Linked DNA regions of Mus musculus: region 2 is linked to region 1. A link is a contact called in public promoter capture Hi-C data. All regions are on one chromosome and are shown on one strand. The core of a region is the stretch at or near the end of the contact, and the rest is flanking DNA. Distances in the headings are between cores, read along the strand shown. Region 1 overlaps Cab39 (calcium binding protein 39). Region 2 holds the start of Gpr55 (G protein-coupled receptor 55).

Region 1 (7,218 bases), core at 3,386-5,885:
GGGTCTCACTAGATAGCTTTGGCTATCCTGGAATTCACTATGTAGAATTATTTTTATTTTTAAAACATTTTTATTGGATTATAAAATTCTAGGATGATAGCTTAGTAGTTTGGTTTTCTTAGTAGTTTTAGCAGTTCCCTGCTATCTGCTGGCATGTATAGTTTCTGTCAAGAAGTCCCACTGGCATTCTTTGGTTTGCTTTGGCTGTGCTTCTCTCCGTACTGCCCCCCCTCCCCCAACGGCTACTTTTAAGATTCTCTCTCTATCATCAGATTTAAACAGTTCTTTGTTCTGAATCTCTGCATGGACTCCTCCTCTGTGTCTATATCTGCATGTGGGTACATGTGCATATGTGTATACGTGGAGCTGAGGAGGGTATTATTGAAGCCCTCTGAGGCCTTCTGAGAGTTCTAAGATCTGAATTCTAGTCCTTGTGACGGCACAGCAAGCGCTCTTCACCACAGCCATCTTTTTATATAATCCATTCTTATTTCTTTTCCTTTAACTTTTAAAAATGGGTATGTGTGTTTTGCTTGCATGTAGTCTGTTCATCAAATGCATGACTGGTGCCCAGGAGCCTAGAAGAGAGCATCATACCCCTTGTAACTGGGGTGACCAAACTGTTGAGAGCACACAAGTAGGGGCTGGAACTCAATCTGGGTCCCCCAGAAGACTAGCCAGTGCTTTTAAGTACTGAGCCATCTCTCCAGCCATCTTATTTCTATTTCTTACACGAGATTTATTTGCCTTTTACTAGTATTTTTTTTTTTTTTGCTTAGGACTTTTGTTTGTTTTTGAGATAGGGTCCCTCTATGTAATCCTCACTATCCTGGAACAACGTAAAGATAAGGCTGACCTCAAACTCTCAGACATGCCTAACTCCAACTCCCAAGTACTGGAATTGAAGGTGTGCACCTGGCCAATTCACAGTTGTTTTCATTGATCACATTGTCAAATTTTTTGTCTGTTCTTTCCTCTCTTTGGGGACTAACTATAGCTATGTATATTACTAAAGTTACCCTAAAGCTTATAAGCAGGATGTCCCCACCTACGTCATTCCCATGATTCATTTTTGTCTACTTGTTACTCTTCAGCAGCATTTTCTTCAGCAGGGTCTTACCTGCTGTTACATCCACCGTATCCACTTCAAACATCAGAGTTTCTAGTTCTCAGTCTGTTGTCTTTGGTGTCTCTGTTTTTTCCTTGGTTTTTCTTGAATGTGACACATACTGTTGCAGTAACTTTTCACATCTTCTTTAACCTACCAGTGCCATTTCTTTTGCTTGCTTGTGTTTCTAGTTTCCTCTCCCTCATTGCTGCCTTCTGCTGCCCCTTCTCCCTGATGCTTAGTTGTTAGTCTCACACACATCACCACCATCTCCACCCCCAGCAGCAGCAGCACCTCACATGCCTCTTCTGAAGAGCTTCCCCAAGCTTGAGGAGGAACCCAGTCTTGTCATTTGTGTTTCTACTTTACATTAGCTGGGTTTCCATTGTATATTCAGAACATGTCATCCTTTCTGAGGGAGTGCTTGCAACCTTCCCCCTCCCTCTTCCCCCCCCCCTCCTGTAGAGTGTCCAGCTCCTGAGGATGGAGTTGGAGCTTGCACATAGGTCTGAAGGTAAATACTATAAAAAAATGGATATTTAGCTAATAGAGCTATAATATGTGTTTGTTAAAATGAATTGTTTTTCTCTTCTGCACTTTCCTCCCAAAATCAGGCTACAGAAGAAGTTTCCAAAAATTTGGTCGCCATGAAAGAAATTCTGTACGGCACCAATGAGAAGGAGCCTCAGACAGAGGCGGTAGCTCAGCTGGCTCAGGAGCTGTACAATAGCGGGCTCCTCGGCACCCTGGTAGCTGACTTACAGCTCATTGACTTTGAGGTAAGAAACTCGCTTCTTAATTCTCAATAGCACTTGTTGTGGTCCTTTTCCATGCATTCTATTCTTTGGAATAATTTAAGATCCCTGTTGACTCAGGCCCCTGACCTACATTACACACATTTCACCACATTGCACGTGAAGGTTCTTGGGTGTTCATGATACTCTTTCATTTAGATTATGTTTCATAAACTGCTTCTCTCTGCGTCAAGGAATCAACAGTCTAGAGAACGTCATAGAATGCTAGAAGACCCTAAAATGTCTTACAGCAGAGATCATGTGTTTTGTGTTTACCTGGCACTGCTTTTAAATTTTTTATTTAGTGTAGTGTTGAAACAGATTTTATTCACAATTCTGAATTTCTGACTTTTGTAAAATTTATTTCTGGTAATACTGGGCCTGTACTCTGTGGCCCCACAGCTAGAGCGGAACTACAACCAAGCCATTCATTCTTGGACTAGCTGCAGATAGCACAGCTGGCTTCTCCTCTTAGGGCCTGCTCCCTCTACCCTACCCACATTGCCTCTGTGTATTCAATTGGATCAGGACATTAGGTAGATAGTGAGTTCATGAAGATAATGGCCCCTGAGTCCAGCCTGAGAAGCAGATACACAAAGTACTCTGTCTCCATGGTCATAAGCACCTTCCTCTTTCAATGTCATGAGTATGCTTTAAGTCTCAGTGTTTATCTGCCTGCGTAATTCGATATCTGTGTGAATTTTGGTGGAGAGAGGTATGGTAAAGTTTGAAGAAGGGATAGGTACTTCAATAATTCTTAAAGGAAAATAAACATTTTTGTCCTACTATGGAGAAGATAGAACTAGATATTTCCATTTATACAACTGATTTTGTGTATTTTTAATAATGTATCAAACTGTTTTCTCTGTTAACTTGAGAGGTGCAATTGGGATATCTGATCCTTCTCCGTCTCCACCTATTCTCTCAACTGAACACTGAATTTAATATTCATTTGAAACTTTAGAGGCATTGGTTTCTGTTTTTGTTTTTGTTTGTTATTTTTAAGTGTGTGCCCTGGGACTGATTTGTAAAAATTACCATTACTGCACCTGAGCCAGCACAGGCCCCAGAATGATCTGTCCATGGGCTTCAGTGCTCTCTGAGCTTTGTCAGCCTTGGGACGACAGTGTCTATACTGAAACATCTCTTGGGAGCCTTTTGTCAATTATTAATTTCTTAGGCAACTTTCTGATTGTTAAGGTTCACTAGATATGTCTGTGTTTTGTGCAGTGGTATTGTAAAGTACTCATCTCTGAACTTTGTAATACTTAGTGCTTTTATTATTTAATATGTATTTAAGTCTTCCCTAGGTGAGTGAATTTAATAGAGGAGTTTATGTACTTGCCAAAAATTCTCTAATGTCATCACACTGAGAGTATAATCTCCTTCCTTTCTGTTTCTGTAAAAGTGTACACTGTACTGTTCACAACAGAAGTATCCGCTTCTGTAAGGTTCAAATCCCTATAGATTGGAAGTGTGCTACCAACATCTGCTTCCCATAATCAAATCAGCATGCTTCTGAGAGTTAGAGATGGTTGAAATTACTTGTGGATTATAATGAGATTTCACTTTGTTGATAAAATTGTATTAAAATTGCACACTGTTAAATTTAAGAATTTGTCATTACAAATAGATAAAATTAGAAATTTAATGTCTACAAATGTTGTAAAGTCAGATATCCAGTCATAACTAATACACAGTGGCTCTTTGACTTTATATTGAGGGTGGATGGACATTTTCATACTTAGACAGGTAAATATTTTAATGATTGTATTCCTAATAGGGCAAAAAAGACGTGGCTCAAATTTTCAACAATATTCTCAGAAGACAAATTGGTACAAGAACTCCTACTGTTGAATACATCTGCACCCAACAGAATATTTTGTTCATGTTATTGAAAGGGTATGTACAATGTGATAAAGTTTATATTCTTAGCTGAAAAGAAAAAGAAAAGTTTGTTTGGGTGGGACAAGATAACCAGGTCGGTAAATGGGAAGATATTCTCTGTAGTTTTAGCTCACTTTTACGTAGATCTTGAATATACTGCCCATTAAAGTCTTGGCCTGTAAGCTAGACTAACACAAAAATACCCTGTGAATGCAAGCTTAAAATTGGGTGAGTTATGAGCCCTTAAGTTCACAAATCAAATACAACTGAAGGAAAGAAATAGAGCCAGTGTGGCCATACTTGTATTCTGTGAGATAGAAACCATTGAAGTCCATTGAAATCCCAGCCAAGTTGAGTCCAGAGATGCCTCCTCTGCACCTCAGCTCACCTCACACCTCACACAGCAGTGAAAGCCTTCTTGGGGTGCTGGGGGGTGGGGGCATGCATGCTGCTCACCCTCACTCAGGAGCACATGTGCTGCTAGGTCACTACACATCTTTCTGGAGTTATTCCTAGGCTAAGTAGGCATTTGATTTGGGTAGTTGTCCATTTCAGAAACAAAATCAAAACTTAGATCTAAACTAACAAAAGTGAAAAGACCCTCTTCGTTCTGAGCACTGAGCCTACCTGGCTGGCAGGGTAGGTAGTTGGTCAATTCCACACTACTATTGTCTGGTACCCCTTGAGCTCATTCCAGCATCGGCAGTGTTTGCTAAACCAGTGGGCAAGCATGTTTGCCCACTGCAGTGACTGACTGCTGCTGTGAACGACCTTGCTCCCTACACATTACCTCACTTGGTTTGTATCTATGGTTTAACACTTCCCCCAAGTTCAGACTTGTTTAGACAAAGCATGAGTCAGTGACATGTCACATGCCAGCTCCTCCTACTTCCTCCTCTCTGTTCCTACCCATCTGTGTTGCTTCTTCACCCGTTACTGTTGTATCGGTCCAGTGTCCCTGTGGAAAATATGCTATATGAATAGTCTGAAATCTGACTGTTCTTAGAACAGTGTGATACTGACCAGAATTTCCTTTGTTATAGAAACCAAAGGTTTATTGAAATCTAAACGTTAACACTTCCTATTACTTCATGGTAGCTTTGATGTAAATAATTTTTAAACAATGTATAGAATTAAAAACAACAACAACAAAAACCTTTGTATTCTCATTGTGTAACCCCTGCTGGTCTTGAACTTAAAAGATCTACCTACCCCTAATTTTTGAACAAAGTATTAAAAGCATGTGCTGTCACTGGAAGCTGAAATAAGATTTTTGAGAGAGAAAGCATAAAACTCTCTGGGCTGGTGAGCAGAGTCCTTGGCCGAGGAGGTAAGAAGGAAAGGCCTAGAATGAAGCTTGGCTTGGGACCTGAGACAGCAAGCCTGCCCTACCCACAACCCCACCTCAGCCATTAGCCTTGCATCTTTCCTGCTTTCTGAGGCTCCTCCTCTCTCCCTGCACACAGCTCGGCGAGGCTGCTCCCCGCGCTCCCCGTGTTCCTCATGCATCTGCCGTGTATGCACTGCACAGGCTTTTCACAGCTACAGTCTGGTGAAAGCCAGCGCCGTGCTTTAGTGCATTGGTGTTCTAGCCCACTAACTTGAATAAGGAGCGAATATATTGTTTGAGCATCATCGTTAACTCAAAATCTATATTGGATGTTATATTAGTTACTTTTCCTGCAATAGTCCTGACAAAAGCAGTCCAAGGAAGGAAGGGTTAACTTTGTACTCAGTTGGAGGGTGGGTGAGGGGGTCAGGGTGGACGGGCTGGTCAGGAGTGCTGGTAGTCAGTTCTCCGCTCACTTTTCCTTTCTGTTTTGTCCATGACAGTAGTTGTAGCCCGTGGGGTGATGGTATCATTGTTGAGGCGACCTTGCCTTCTCACCTTAACGAGCATGCTGAGGCTACCTAGGCTAGATTGTTCCTCACAGGTGTGCTGGGGAGCTTGCCTCTTAGATGATCCTCATCCTGTCAGGTTGACCGCCAGTATATAAACCAACACAAAGCTGGTTTAGCCCATTGTAAACTTTACTTTTCTATATTTAAGTTGTCCCACCTCAGGCCATTGTGTGCTCCTTTGTTCTTTTGGCAGAGCCCAATTGGTCTGTGATGGCTTCTTTGCTTTCTGACACCTTACTCAGTTCATACGATTCCTGCCTGACCTGGAAGGTGGCACTCTATAAAAAGCACTGTGAGCCACCTTTTAAGATATCTGTACTTGAGCTGATTAAATAGTTTAGATTACTTACGTTCAATGTGGTTGACTTATTAGGCTCTAAGTACTTTGATGGAAGCTTTTAGGGGTGGTACTGCTGATTCTAGTGTGTATACAGGAAGTACTGGCATGGACTGGATTTAGAAACAGTATTTTACTAGCTTTTTAAAATCTAATGTGATCCCCAGTCTAGTGTTAACAGGTTGAACAGCATAACTGTTTGCCTTGTATTCACTGGCTTATGGTTTAATTATTTAGACAAGCTTGAAAAACCTGCCACACTTGTAACCTAAACTTCATTACCCTTGTCTTGCAAGTGTCCTGTTTATAAGAGATAAGCAAAGATTCATGCTATGATCAGCTATCTGGTGAACAGACCTTTTAATCACATGAGAGCCAGTGTACATGCTGAGTACTGTGCCCTAACTGAGGCAGACGTGTACAACTAAAGGACAGGGGGTAGTGCTGCCAGGCAGAAAATCAAGACTTCAGGATTTCAGCAGCTAAGTGGGTTTGTAAAAAGGAAGCATTTTAAGGTTAGACTTGCAGAGAGCTTAGAATTTACATAGACAGAAAAAAGAAAGCATCCTGATGGGATATCACTGGTGAAAACGGTCCAGGAGCCAAAATGACTACCATGAGATAGGCAGCAGTAAGCTGCAGAACTGAACCCTATTATGACAGGCTAGGTGATGGCTTGTACCAGAGCAGCAAACCCAGGAGGACAGTGTGCCCAGAAGTTTGTTTGGCAGTAGTTTTGAACTCTAAGCTAGAAACACTGGTGGTAAACTTTGTTGGCTTAAGGTTAGGATGCATTTGCAGTTCTTACAGTGTGAGTGCAGGCGGCAGTGGAGATAGAGGAAAGGAAGTAGAGCTGAGAGAGAGACTTGAAGAGTAAAAGGCCCAGTGATTTCTAAAGTAGGAAGTGCTGAAAGCTGAAGATTTGCAGGGAAGCTAGTATGGTAGCTACTAACCATGTGTAATAATTTAACTTTAAATCATGGCTGTTCCATCCCTCATTTGCATAGCCACACCTGTGGCTTAGTAGCCACCATAATGGGCAGCATGGATGCAAAACATTTCCCCATGATGGCACGTCTGTGATGATAGGCGTCAGAGACAGAGCACTGGTGCCAAAATGTAGAGCCGAGGGGGTGGGAAGTTAGGTCTTGGTTTTAAGTGGCAGGGTTGAGGTTTCATCTTAGATATGC
Region 2 (7,218 bases), core at 1,422-3,921, 120 kb after region 1:
TCAAAGGAAAGCTAAGCCAGCCCCTGCAGGATGCTCAGCAAGGAGCCCTCATACGGCTCAGGCAATTAGGAAAGCCAGGCTGACTGCAGCACTTGAGCCAGGAGGAGCTAGGGGGCCCCTCCGAGAATCAAGGCAAGGCTATTTTTATAGATCATGCATGCTGTGACTTTCATGTGTCTACAGGAATAGAAACTCCCTAAGGTGGGTCTGAGTGATTCATCCTGGTACACGGGTGCTCCCTGAATACATATCGGCTTCTGTGTGAAGCAGGGGTCCTCCAGAGCTCAAGTTCCCAGTGTTCAATGTACAGATGGCAGATCTGTGACAGCCATTCCAAGCCCCCACTGTCTTTCATTCTGATCAACCCCAGGCTGTGGGATGGGTAACGCTACGTACATTCTCTTTACCGGGACAGAGAGACTAAGCTGTCCTAGGAGCCAAGACGAGTCCTGGAGCAGAACTTCCTTAAGTGAGATACCTTCATGTTCCTAGCCACACCCTAGCCAGAGCCTGGCTGTACACAGCAAAGCAGTGTCTAGACCAGGGCATAAGATCAGGGCAGCTGGAAGCTTGACAGGCAAGAGACACACAGGTGTCCCATACCCGCCATGTTACCCAGAGCATGGGGCTGGAAACCCAGCAAAGGGTCTACACCGTCCTGCTGCTACTCAAAGGGGGCTCACACACCTTTGGTCTTTGCTACTTTCTTTTTCTTTGTGCACGGGGGACAGGTTGGGGAGCAAGCTCTCAGGTACCCCAGGCTGCTCTCAGGTTCACCATACAGATGGGATTATGGGTGTGTACCGTCCTCCTTCATATATTGTTTCTCAAGAATATGCCTTGCTGTTGCTTGCTCTTTAAATGCTTAAAATGCTTGGTCATGAGTCAAAAACACACAGGAAGACATTTCGTAAAGCTATGTAAACAATCACTGTCCCACCTCCCCCAAGTGCTCTCTAAAACCTGGAAAGATAGAATATCTATCTCTGTAGCAGGCAGGCAAAGACCTGCCCATGGTTCAGAGCCCTCTCTCTCTAGCTCCCTTTGAAACCAGAAAAAGCATAAATAAAAAAGTTTCTTGGGAGTTTCCTAAGCCTGGGATCACTGCCTTGATCCGTCCTACCCTCTCTTCCTTAAGAGCAAGCTAGAAGCTTTGACAGCTGGGCTGGCTCCCTGCCTCCTTTCAAAGGGGTTCTAAAGAGATGATACTGGAGCACATACCTCCAACTTCATCAAGTGCACCAGGCATCAAGAGAGCTCCAGGAAGCAGTTCCTTCTCGGGCGCAAAGCAAGCTCTTCTGACTGCTTACCTAAGAGTTTCTCCACTACCACATCCTCTCCTGACACTACTCCATTCACCCCTTCAGCCATCAAGGCCCAGCACCTATTCAGAGGGATAGACTTGCCCCAGCAGGGGTTTCACCTAAGGGGTAAGGATTAACCTAAGGGGTGTAGGCTTAGAGGCTAACCCTAAGCGGGGCCAGGCAGGGAGGCAGGGAGCAGAGAGAGGCCAGAGGTACAAAGAATAGCTTAAGAGGTCTTCTCACACACAAGGGTTGCTTGACATTCAGAAAGACCAAACATAGAGGTGTCTCTGGGGACAGGAGTGGGGACTGTCTCTGAAGACAGGGGTGGGTTGCCTCTGTGTAGCTGAAGTCTAAGGATTGCAAGCAACAAGAGCAGAGGCTCAAAGCCAGTCAGCCAGGAGTAGGAGCTGCTCAAAGGTCACCTTGAACAAACACACTGAACAGGAACATCATATTGGAAGCTGACCAATAAAAAGGAAACCTTGGATGTTCCTTTACCTCATCTCTAAACCCAGATCAACTCAGTGGATGGGGCAGCGTGGGGGCTGGATACAGGGGCAGAAGGAAGGTCGGAGAAAGAGAAACAGCCATGCTGAGAAGGAATTGGGACAGGAAGTGGGAATGGGGTGACTGAGAGAAAGTCATAGGGTCACCAGTGGCACCCTGATTCCTAAGAAAGCCCAGCAAACAGAGAGAGTGGCCCCACCCCTTTGACAAGTCTCTGTAATTCCTCCTAGTCAACTTCCTCATCGATAACCTGGGGTCAGAAGTTCATTTGATCAATAAGTGCTTGCTGGTTCCCTGTTCTGCAGCTTGTCTACTGTCTGTCCAAGACGGACAGTAGAAACTTTCTCAAAACCAGATGGAGTGAGAGGACAGATAAACAACACCCAGCAACTCAGCTAAAGATTCAGACTCTTCCTCCCCATGGATATATGTCAGTCTGCCATTGTCTCCTTTAGAGCTTGTGTCTGAGGGAGGGAAAAGGCTGGGATTGATAACAGCATCATCCTGAGTAGCAGGGTACCTGCCCTAGGAGGGAGCTCAGCAGCAAAGGGAAGGCAGGATAAACTAGGGAAGGAGAAGCAAGGGGAGAAGGTGGGGGAAGGACCCTTTACATCCACACAGTAGCTACACGTCTCACCTCTGCTCCAAATCCCAGATTTGGTCACACTTCTGTCCCCAAGCCCAGATGGTTCCCATGAGTGGTCAGACAGCTTAGGAGTACCAATGAGTCCCAGCCTTGAAGTCTCCAAGAGAAGTCCCCTTTCCTGCCCTCTAGGTGGACCACATTCTCCACCAACGGAGACTGAAGATGCCTGGCCACCTTGAGAGCAGTCACATGAGCGGCTTACAGAGAGCAAAGTGTTGGATAGTTCATGTCAAGGCAGGGACAGCAGCCGCTTAGAATGCCCCGCCTCTCCTCTCCCTTCCTGGAAAGTTGACTGAGAGCTCAAAGAAGGAGGAAGTTCTAGACATCTGTGTGAGACCTGCCTGCTCTTGTGTCACTGTGGTGGCCTCCTGCATTCAGGCTCCTGCATTAACACCACTGGCTTCATCTTCTTCGGTTTCTACTGGAGCTGAGGGAGGTCTGACTTGAAGTGGAAGAGAAGAATCCTGGACTGAACCAGTGACTCCGCCTCTGTCTAAATCCAGCACATTTTCTCATCTCTGATGCCATCCCTGATCCCCTTAACATTGCCCAAAGACACAGCCACCAACTCATTTTTAAAGGAAATTTAATTGTAGTTTTTCTTTCATCTATCTATCTATCTATCTATCTATCTATCTATCTATCTATCTATCATCTATCTATCTATCTATCTATCTATCTATCTATCTATCTATCTATCTATTTTTAATACAGAGTCTCTGTATAGCCCTGGCTGACCTGGAACTGGCTCTTTAGACCAGCCTGACATTGAACTCACAGAGATCTATCTGTCTCAGCTTCCCAAGGGCTGGGATTAAGGGCATGTGTCACCATGCCCAGCTAGCCTAGTCATTCTTGTTTATTTCTTATGGACATGGAGGATGGGGAGGCTAGTGAGCCCCTTCAAAAGATAGATTTCTCTTTATGTTTCTGGTGCCTAGAGCAGACCTTGTCCTCTTTCCACACGCTCTTCAGAGCCATGCTCCTCCATGCTTCAGTGCTAAGTTTCTATCTTTGGTCACTGTGAGCCTTCTCCCTCCATCCCTTCCTACCCCTCCTCTATGCATGGACATTTTTCCCTTGGCTCTGTTGCATGGTAATCACTGATTCTGCTACAATATCTTATATTTTTGCTCTCACAAAGGTTTTATTTCCTGGGCTTTTTAACAATGAGAATATCTTCAGTCTTAGTTAGCTTTACTGTAAGCAAATACCAAGAAGCATCTTTGGTGAAAAGAAGATTGACTTGGGCTCACCCTCAGATGGCCCAGTCCAAAAGCACTTGTCTCTATGTTTCTGGACCATGAGACAGAATAAATATCATGACAGTGGGACTGCCTGGCATAAGCTTTTCACCTCACCGTGGACAGAAGGCAGAGAGAGGAAGTGACCCAGGCTGCCATACAACCTTCAAAGGCACGTCATCACAGGACGCCACTTCCTCTACCTAAGCTCCACATCCAAAAATAGTGCCACCATCTGGGGACCAAGTGTCCCCCCACACAATGCTAGCAAACCCTCCAAGGATATAGGAACTCAATTATTCACTTCCTTCTTGGCTATCTTTAACACAATCTTGGCTTTTTTAAATCTTGAGGTGGAGAGTAGAAATTCTTCTCCAATACCAAGAACTGGACGGCCAGGGTTATGGGGAAGGTTCTCTGCCTCTAATGTGGGTTCAGTATGCTAGTACTTGCTTCCCATCCCAGATGTGCCCACTTCTGCTCTCTCTGATGTCATCAAGTATCTTCCCAATCACACACTACTCTAATTATTTAATCTTCATCTTTAATCTTAGCATTACTAAGTTACCTTGACTGCTTAAGGAGATGTCATTGAGGGTGACATTTCCCCCACCACTTTATATGTCCTAGGGATTAGCCAATAGGCTGTGACTTTGGGGGGTGTGGAAGTCAGTTAATTCTCCACACCATCTAGGACAGGAACACTTACAAGTGGCTTCATTTATAGTGAAGGAACCTGAGGCAGAGAGCTCAGGTGACAAGATCCTTAGATGTGCATCATCCATGCAAGAGATGCAGGGCTGGGGTTTGGATCATCTCAGGTAATGGTGCCTGAGAGTCCAGATCTGTATCTGTCAGCAACAGCCTGTACTGAATCCTTCCCAAGCCCCAGGAGGCAGGGCTGATGAGCAACCCCGTGGGTTTCACAATTCACACTCTGAAGTTCAGTTGCCTACAATGGCCCCTTAAGAAACCAAGCACTCTGCTAGGTTGTAAGATGAAGGAAATGGAGTTACTGCAACAAAGAGGTGTGTGTGTGTGTGTGTGTGTGTGTGAGAGAGAGAGAGAGAGAGAGAGAGAGAGAGAGAGAGAGAGAGTATGTGCTTATATGCATCTGTGTTCAATGCAGCACTAGTCACAATGTAGACATGGAGTCCACCTAGGTGTCCATCAACAGATAAGTAGATAAGAAAATACAGCTCAAACAGGAAATGGAAAACTACTGACCTTTAACAAAGGGCAGAATCCTGCCAAGTGTGGTGGTACAAGCCTGGAATCCTAGCACTCGGGAAGTAGAAGGAAAAAGAATAAGTGGTCAAAGTCAGCCTTGGCTACTAACAGATTTGAGACCAGCCTGGACTGCATGAGACCCTGCCAGAGAGAAAGGGATCAGGGGAGGGGAGAGGAGGGGAGGCTGGAAAGATGGCTCATTTAATAAAGTGCTTGTCATATAAGCTAGAGGACATGAGCTAGATGCCTCCCAAAACCACATTAAAAAGAAATAGGTATGGCATGTGCACCTGCTCTCAGAGCCCCAGGGAGAAGAGATTAAGACCCTGGAGCTTGGTGCTGGGCTGGTCTAGTAGTCCCCAGTCAGTGAGCTCTCGGCTTAGTGAGCGATTCTAAGAGAAGAGAGTGACTAAAGAAGGCACTTGAGATTGACCTATGACCTCCATACAATGTACACACAGGAGCATGCGCACAGAAACATAGTGACATGCTGACACAGAATGGGAGAAGAAAGGAAGGAGGGAGAGAACCTTGTGACTTACATCACCACGAGTGGACCGGGAGATAAAAAAATCAAAGGTAGCCGGGCAGTGGTGGCACACACCTTTAATCCCAGCACTCGGGAGGCAGAGGCAGGCGGATTTCTGAGTTCGAGGCCAGCCTGGTCTACAGAGTTAGTTCCAGGACAGCCAGAGCTACACAGAGAACTCCTGACTCGAAAAAACAAACAAACAAAAAACAAAACAAAACAAACAAACAAAAAAAACAAAACCAAAAAACAAAAAAACAAAGGTAAAGGGCACGGAAAGACAAACATCAAGCGACCCCACTCGCAGGTCACAGGTCACTTCCTAGGAGCAGAGAAAAGGACATTCCCAGAGGCTGGGGAGGATGAGGAGTGGGGATGGGGAGAGGGTGGTCAAAGAGTAAAGATTGCATGTATTGTTTGTTGTGTTTTGTTTTGTTTTGTTTTTGAGACAGGGTCTGTGGTGGTTTAAATAGAAATGACCCCATAGACTCATAGATTGACTGCTTAGTTACCAGGGAGTGGCACTACTAGGAGGTATGATCTTGTTGGAGGAAGTATGTCACTGAGGGGTGGGTTTTGGGGTTTCAAATGCTCAAACCAGGCCCAGTGTCACTCTCTCTTCCTGCTTCCTGCTGGTCCAGATGTAGAACTCTCAGCAATCTCTCCAGCGCCATGTCTGCCTGTATGTGGCCATGCTTCCTGAAACATAATGGGCTAAACCTCTGAATTTTAAGTCAGCCCCAATTAAATGCTTTCCTTTATAAAAGCTGCCATGGTCAAGGTCTCTTCTCAGCAACAGAACAGTGACAAGGACAGAGTCTCACTATGTAGCCTTGGCTGGCCTGGAACTCACTATATAGGACAGGCTAGCCTTGAATCTTAGAGATCCCACTGCTACCGAGTCTGTCTGCAAGTTCTATGATTAAAGGTGTGTGCTGCTTTGCCCCAGCCCATCATCATTTTGTGTTTGGTGCTCCCATCCCCATCCCTGATGGGCATGGAAGCCTTGGTATCTTCCATATGAAGCCCATTCCCATCACCACGCTACATCCTCAACACTACTGTGGACTTCTAGGCAGGGAAAAGATCTCTCAATGTTTTATCACAAAGAACCAGTGTGTGGGGTGATGGACGAGCCTTGGTCATTATGAACCTATACGAAAGGTTCACACATCACCCCACACATCTGCACAAGCATGGTGTGCCAACTGCAAACTATGGAAGAAGATGAGCCACAACCCAAACCTCATCCACTTGTTGTCGAAGCTCTGACTCTAACCCACTTCTCTAGGTCCATGAAATCTCTGTCCTTCACACACAGGCTTCATGATATCTACTTTCACCTTTGCAGTTTAGTTCCTCACCCTATCCACAGCACAGTGGAGTCTCTCTCTGCCTCAGAAGGCCTCAATGATTGTGAGTGAGGTCCCTGTCCTCCACTACTCGGGTCATCCTGAGTCTGGATCAATACCCCAGCCCTCCTCTATTCCACCCACAGACCAGCACGCTCCAGGACGACTGCAGCCTGACAAAATGACAGTCTTGGTTCCAGTACCATTTCCTGAGATGAGTTGGGCCGCATTCCAGCCTAGGCATCTCCTTATCCATAGACACTTTCATCCATAGACACTCTCACCTTGTGGCCTCACCAGGCAAACTTGGTTTCCCAGGTGAGGCTCTGACCCTTTGTCCTACAGCCTAGCCCATGGCTGCATCAAGCTAGCCCCTGGCCAGAGCACACACTGCTTAAAAAAA

What was found. Promoter capture Hi-C pulls out the DNA fragments that hold promoters and counts their contacts.
Region 2: a contact with region 1 is called in a promoter capture Hi-C map of the HPC-7 cell line. The contact joins the promoter of Gpr55 here to the enhancer-like site in region 1. A contact is called at or near these places in 5 of 39 promoter capture datasets (the C10 cell line, the HPC-7 cell line, cranial neural crest and 2 more), 1 of 115 datasets of contacts at active chromatin or transcription factors (the HPC-7 cell line) and 2 of 9 other capture datasets (adipose tissue and liver).

What each region holds. Positions count from the first base shown.
Region 1 is chr1:85,833,601-85,840,818 of GRCm38.p6, forward strand. It overlaps Cab39 (calcium binding protein 39), which reads left to right. Exons shown (of 9, transcript NM_133781.5): 3 at 1,723-1,887; 4 at 3,686-3,804. Among named protein-coding and RNA genes, the nearest start is that of Cab39, 44 kb to the left of the region's middle. Within about 2 kb of position 4,636, at least 174 of the 459 cell types and tissues checked have an H3K27ac peak or open chromatin away from gene starts, as enhancers often do. A contact at or near this core is called in the HPC-7 cell line and adipose tissue, where this site is marked.
Region 2 is chr1:85,958,384-85,965,601 of GRCm38.p6, forward strand. Gpr55 (G protein-coupled receptor 55) reads right to left here and starts at 2,672. Exons shown (of 2, transcript NM_001033290.2): 1 at 2,452-2,672. The region is part of intron 1 of Gm41905 (a long non-coding RNA gene); the gene reads left to right.